Regions from separate parts of the Mus musculus genome. Here region 2 is linked to region 1. The links are chromatin contacts, called in public promoter capture Hi-C maps. All regions are on one chromosome and are shown on one strand. Each heading gives the region's core, a stretch centred on a gene start, on an enhancer-like site or on the middle of the called end of the contact. The rest is flanking DNA. Distances are from core to core; before and after follow the strand shown.

The links. Promoter capture Hi-C pulls out the DNA fragments that hold promoters and counts their contacts.
Region 2: a contact with region 1 is called in a promoter capture Hi-C map of liver. The contact joins the promoter of Clec7a here to the enhancer-like site in region 1. A contact is called at or near these places in 8 of 39 promoter capture datasets (the C10 cell line, the HPC-7 cell line, cranial neural crest and 5 more), 15 of 484 Hi-C or Micro-C datasets (the AML12 cell line, B cells, CD8 T cells and 10 more), 3 of 115 datasets of contacts at active chromatin or transcription factors (VIP interneurons, bone marrow-derived macrophages and embryonic stem cells) and 4 of 9 other capture datasets (adipose tissue, liver, macrophages and 1 more).

The regions. Positions count from the first base shown.
Region 1 is chr6:129,368,163-129,370,862 of GRCm38.p6, reverse strand. No RefSeq gene overlaps it. Among named protein-coding and RNA genes, the nearest start is that of Clec12b, 16 kb to the left of the region's middle. Within about 2 kb of position 1,257, at least 10 of the 459 cell types and tissues checked have an H3K27ac peak or open chromatin away from gene starts, as enhancers often do. A contact at or near this core is called in bone marrow-derived macrophages and liver, where this site is marked.
Region 2 is chr6:129,471,437-129,474,136 of GRCm38.p6, reverse strand. Clec7a (C-type lectin domain family 7, member a) reads left to right here and starts at 1,352. Exons shown (of 5, transcript NM_001309637.2): 1 at 1,352-1,554. The coding sequence starts at 1,452. The region is part of intron 2 of Gm45969 (a long non-coding RNA gene); the gene reads right to left.

The sequences.
Region 1 (2,700 bases), core at 8-2,507:
GCAGGTGGATTTCTGAGTTTGAGGCCAGCCTGGTCTACAAAGTGAGTTCCAGGAGAGCCGGGTCTACACAGAGAAAGCCTGTCTTGAAAAACCGAAAACAAAACAAAACAAAACAAAAATCTAGTAGAGATTTTGGATGTTCTTAACATAAATCAGTGATAGATATGAAGTGATGAATGTGACAACTGTTTGTCAGGTCATTAAACAGAAATGTCACACTGTCCCCCACAGATGTGTGCAGCCCCGCAGCCTTTGAGTCAACAGCAAAAAGTATCTATATGTTCATATGCATATATATGTTTATATATACATGTACATGTAAATAATACCATACATTTATATAGTATATAAATAAATCTATAAAAATAGTAAATAAAACACTATATATAATATATACTTAATACATATATATCATATATATGTATATATACATATATGATTTTAAAGATCCTCTTTTCCCCAGCATTTTGTGTGTGTGAGTGTGTAAGAAACAAATGAGATATACAAAGGAGGTGTCGAGTGAATACCAATTAAATATAAATATAGCTGTTATTTCTAGGACCATTCCCTGTGGGTCCTTGAACGATAGAACCCCTCAGTCCTTCTAGTCTGTGCCCCGACCCACAGAGTGCTCTGAGTGGTTCTCACCACTGATGCTTTTCTTGCAAGGAGATGTTCAACACTGTACTTGTTTTGTTTTGTTTTGTTTTGTTCTGTTTGGTTAGGTTTGGTTTGTTTTCTTTGTCACCTGGGCACAAGTCTGTGTCGTCTGGGAAGGAAACCTTAGCTGAGAAAATGCCTTCGTAAGATTGGCCTGTATAGGAAAGTCTGTGAGGTGTTTTCTTGTGTGCGGTTGATGTGGAAGAGCCCATCTCACCGGGGAGGTGCTGCTCCTGCTCTTGGGTTGTATTAAAAACAAGCTGAGCAAGCCTGGGAATGAAATCAAGTTAGCTGCACTCTCCATGGCTCTGCTTCAGCTCTTACTTTCAAGTTCCTGTTTTGGGTTTTGTAATCTATAAGGGAAATAAACCATGACCTTTTGGTCATAGCATCTAATTTATTCCAGAAATAGGGAGCAAATTGGGACAAATCTTTTCTTCTCTATCTCCCGCTTATTCTAGGAAAATCATCAGAGTGTGGACAAAGACATTCTTCATGCAGCCATGCACCAGGTATCCAGGATGAGGGAGCAGGGGCTAAGGGGTCAGCGGCAGGTGGAGGGCAGCCCAGGGAATTCCCAGATCTGGGGCTGCTGTATGTGGGTTATTTTTATTTTTCCTGTGTCCCCTGTGAGATGTTGCCCAGAAATGAGGCAGACAAAGATAGCATCCATGCCTGTTCATGTTTCTCATTCTTTATCAGTTGGAATTGAAAGCTCTGCAGAAACAAAACAAACTCGGGAGGAACTGATTTAAAAAAGGCCATTATTTCCAATTAAGCAACTGTGTTTCTGAGAACATTACCCCCATGAGTAAACTCCTGTGGGAATCCTCTACCTCTTAGGTTTGATGTAATATTTCTGTCTGCTTATTTATTTCTAAAAATGGGGGCTGGGGGGTAGGGAGAGAGATAATGTGTGTGTGTGTGTGTGCGTGTGTGTGTGTGTGTGTGTGTGTGTGTGTGTAAGAGAGAGAGAGAGAGAGAGAGAGAGAGAGAGAGAGAGAGAGAGAGAGAGGAGAGAATTTCTTCAGAAAATCGAAAATCACTCTGTGCCTCTTCATCTTGTCTTTGTCTCCTGCTCTTAGGCATGTCTTTGCTGTGATGATTTGATAGTAACTTGTCTTCAGGAAAAGCTTTATTTTAGGCTTAAAAAACAAACAAACAAATAAGCAAAAAACCCACGAGGACCATGAGTTCAAGCCAATGAATGGGAACAAACACAAGACTGAGCCTCACCTGAATTATATGGCAAAATCCTGTCTGAAAACAAATAACAGGTTTTACTAGGATATATCATTGTATCATACAAGAAAAAAGTCTGATACAACGTAAAAGTCTTTTTAATTAATTTATTTATTATTATTTATTTATTTATTTATTTATTATTTATTTATTTATTATTTATTTATTTATTTACATCCCAAATGTTGCCCTCGACCTGGTCTCTCCTCCCAGAGTTCCTTACCCCATCCTCTTTGCCTCTGAAAGGGTGCTTTCCCCATCCCAACCCCACCACCTTATATTCAAGCCAGACAAGGCAGTCCTTTGCTACATATGTGCGACAGGCCTCAGAGAACATCCCAGCCCGAGTATACTCTCTGGTTGGTGGCTTAGTCTCTGGGAACTTCCAGAGGTCCGAGTTAGTTGACACGGTTGGTCTTCCTGTGGGGTTGCCATCCCTTTTAGCTCCTTCAGTCCTTCCCCTAACTCTTTCATGAATCCCAAGTTGGGCCAGCCAGTCACTGGATGGCCTTTCCTTCAATCTCTGCTGTTTTTGTCCCCTCATTTCTTTCAGACAGGAATAATTCTGGGTGAAAAATTTGGAAGGTGGGGTGGTGTCCCTATCTCTCCACTGGGGTCCCTGTCTAACTACTGGAGAAGGTCTCTTCATGTTCCATCTTCCCACTGTTGGATACTTCAACTAAGGTCACTCCCAATCAGTCCTGGGAGTCTCTCACATCCCAAGTCTCTGGGACATTCTAATCCTTCCCCCAATCCCTGGCAGCCACATATTTCCATTCATTTTCTTGGCACTCTGGG
Region 2 (2,700 bases), core at 103-2,602, 100 kb before region 1:
CAGCAGATATGTTTGGGATTTGCAATATAGTATCTTTTCTCTGGCATGAGAAGTCCACCACCCTGAACAGTCTCCTCAAGGGCAAACATTCGAGGATGATTGTCCTTGCTCTTCCTCACAGTCTCTGGGAATTGGAGGAGAGTGCATTGTTTCCAGGTGTGCCACTGCCTCAAGTCATAAAGATGAGGAGTTTCTTAGTTTAATAAGTGCCAATTGACAAGTCCTGATGAAGACTCACTCTAGCTATCCCTTTAGTATTGCAGCTTTTTTTTTATTAGCACACTCTAGCCTTGAAAAAGTCTTCAAATTTTGTTTTGTGGACTCTGACTTCCATTCATGGAAAACCTTCTTCTCCAATTCAATCATATCCTTAAACTAAGTCTATTCTCATTTCTTTGATGTTCTCCTTGTTGACTTACAGCAGTAATCAAGTGATGGTTGTTTCAAAACTGTACTTATTTGATCATTTTTTGTTAATCTGAGAATTGCAAGAGAGGAGAGAGAGAGAGAGAGAGAGAGAGAGAGAGAGAGAGAGAATGAGAATTTATTTTTATGTTTCAGGCTATTATATGTATCATAAGAGTCCAGAAGAATGAAGCCAGTGCAACAGTAAGTAATTCCAAGTCTTAAAAACTTAGTAGACTTTGTTCTAGTCCCTTGTTCTAGTTTTGAAATTTCCATCTTCGAGTATCCATGTCTTCTTCTCCTTATTTGAAAATAGTAATGCTAATATGTGCTAAAGCGTAATTCTTAGAGAGGGCGACAGAATGAGAATGCGGGTGTGCTGTGAAGTAACTAAGGCAGAATCATTCCCAGTAAATGTTTGCGCCTATCTATTTCTACTCCATGATAAACCTCCAAGAGAATCATTCGCTTTGTGTCGCTGGAGTGATGTACTTTGGATGCTCAGCTGTGATTCCTCCATCAGGCAATAAATTTCCTTGTGGAGAGCCTTCCGCCAATGCTGCCGACTCCAGGCAGTTATAGAGTATTTACTACAATGGATGGCATGAACACATGAAAGGATGTGGGGATGCAATCAGAGTTCTAACAAGCCAGTGTCGAATTCAAGACACTCAAACTGCTTAAAAGTTTATGTAGGCCATACCAATTAATCGTGTCAGTTTCAATGGGGAGTGTAACCAATGTCTTTTAAGACTGTAGTCAATGGATCAGTCATACAGTTGATCTAAAACGACAGTCATGCATCATACAGCATTTCAGTTTTCTTCAGAAGTTACAGCCTCAGAAACAGGATCTAGAGGAAAAAAGGGAAATTACTCCAACGCGTTTTCATTTCCTGCTTTGGGCACTGGCTTGACTACTTAAGCTGTGCTCCATGAACCTCGCAAAGGGCTGTTTCAGGGTTTGGGTTAGTGAGCCTCATCCTGGCAGTTATTTTATAGTAAAGAACATTCAAGTGCTCTGCCTACCTAGGGCCCTGTGAAGCAATGAAATATCACTCTCATATAGAGAATCTGGATGAAGATGGATATACTCAATTAGACTTCAGCACTCAAGACATCCATAAAAGGCCCAGGGGATCAGAGAAAGGTATCCATTTTCTTTCTGCTAACAGCACCTTTGTTCTCATTAACTGAAATAACAGAAGTAGAGACCTGGAGAGATTCTTGATTTGTAGAACTGCCTACAAAAATATATTTTCATATATGCGTGTGTGTATGATATATATTTGGTATATGTGGTATGTATATGATATGTATATATATATATATACATGTATACACACATATATATGTATGTATGTATATATATGTATATATATATATATATATATGTATATATATATATATATACATGTATACACACACGTGTGTGTGTGTGTGTGTGTGTGTGTATAGTTTTAAAGACTGCTGGAAGTCATCAACGACTTCCACAAATTGCTTTTGGTTTATGGCAGAAAACAGGACTACTCTACTCTACAGTCAGAGGTAGCACTGGTAACATGAGTAAAAGAGAAAGATGAAAGAATTTTAGTAGAGTTGCTTTTTCCTTGTTTTTTAGCAACTTGTGAGGGGGCCAGGAAACAGATAAACGAACAACCTGTACAATCATACAACACAGTATGCTAAAGTCATGGTCCTCTATGCAACCATAGAGGAGTGTGTGGGAAATAAAAATGAATGCATCTTTGGTTAAACCCAAAGAGAAGCCAGGAGTCATGGGGTGTAAATCCCAAATCCGCTATGCTCTTTTGGTAAGAGATTAATTTGGATTTTATAAAACGAGATGTTAGTATGTCAGCTATGGAAAACACAAGCTACATTAAAATGTCTCATTATCAGGAGATAGATATTAAAACGGAAACAAGACAAGAATAAAGGACATTAAAGTCCTAACACGGAGTGAGTGTTTTAGTCTCTTTCAGGGTCACCTATTGGGCAGCTCTATGACTTGGCTTTCTGTTGTTGGTATCATCAGCTTAAAACAAAAATCAGTTCGCTGTTAACTTAAAGGAAGAGATGACTGACGGGTTCTAATGTCAGTTTGTTTTCTTCCGCTTTTTGATGTTCACATTATGCAATTATTTATAACCACTTACACAATCACTCTCTTGTGAAATTTGCTTGGAAAATAGTCTAAAAATTGATTGAGGGAAGGGGCATGGCTTATATGCGTATGCTGCGTAAACTAAAGTGCTCAGTCCCAGCAACAGTATTTGAAGGTACTATTGATCTA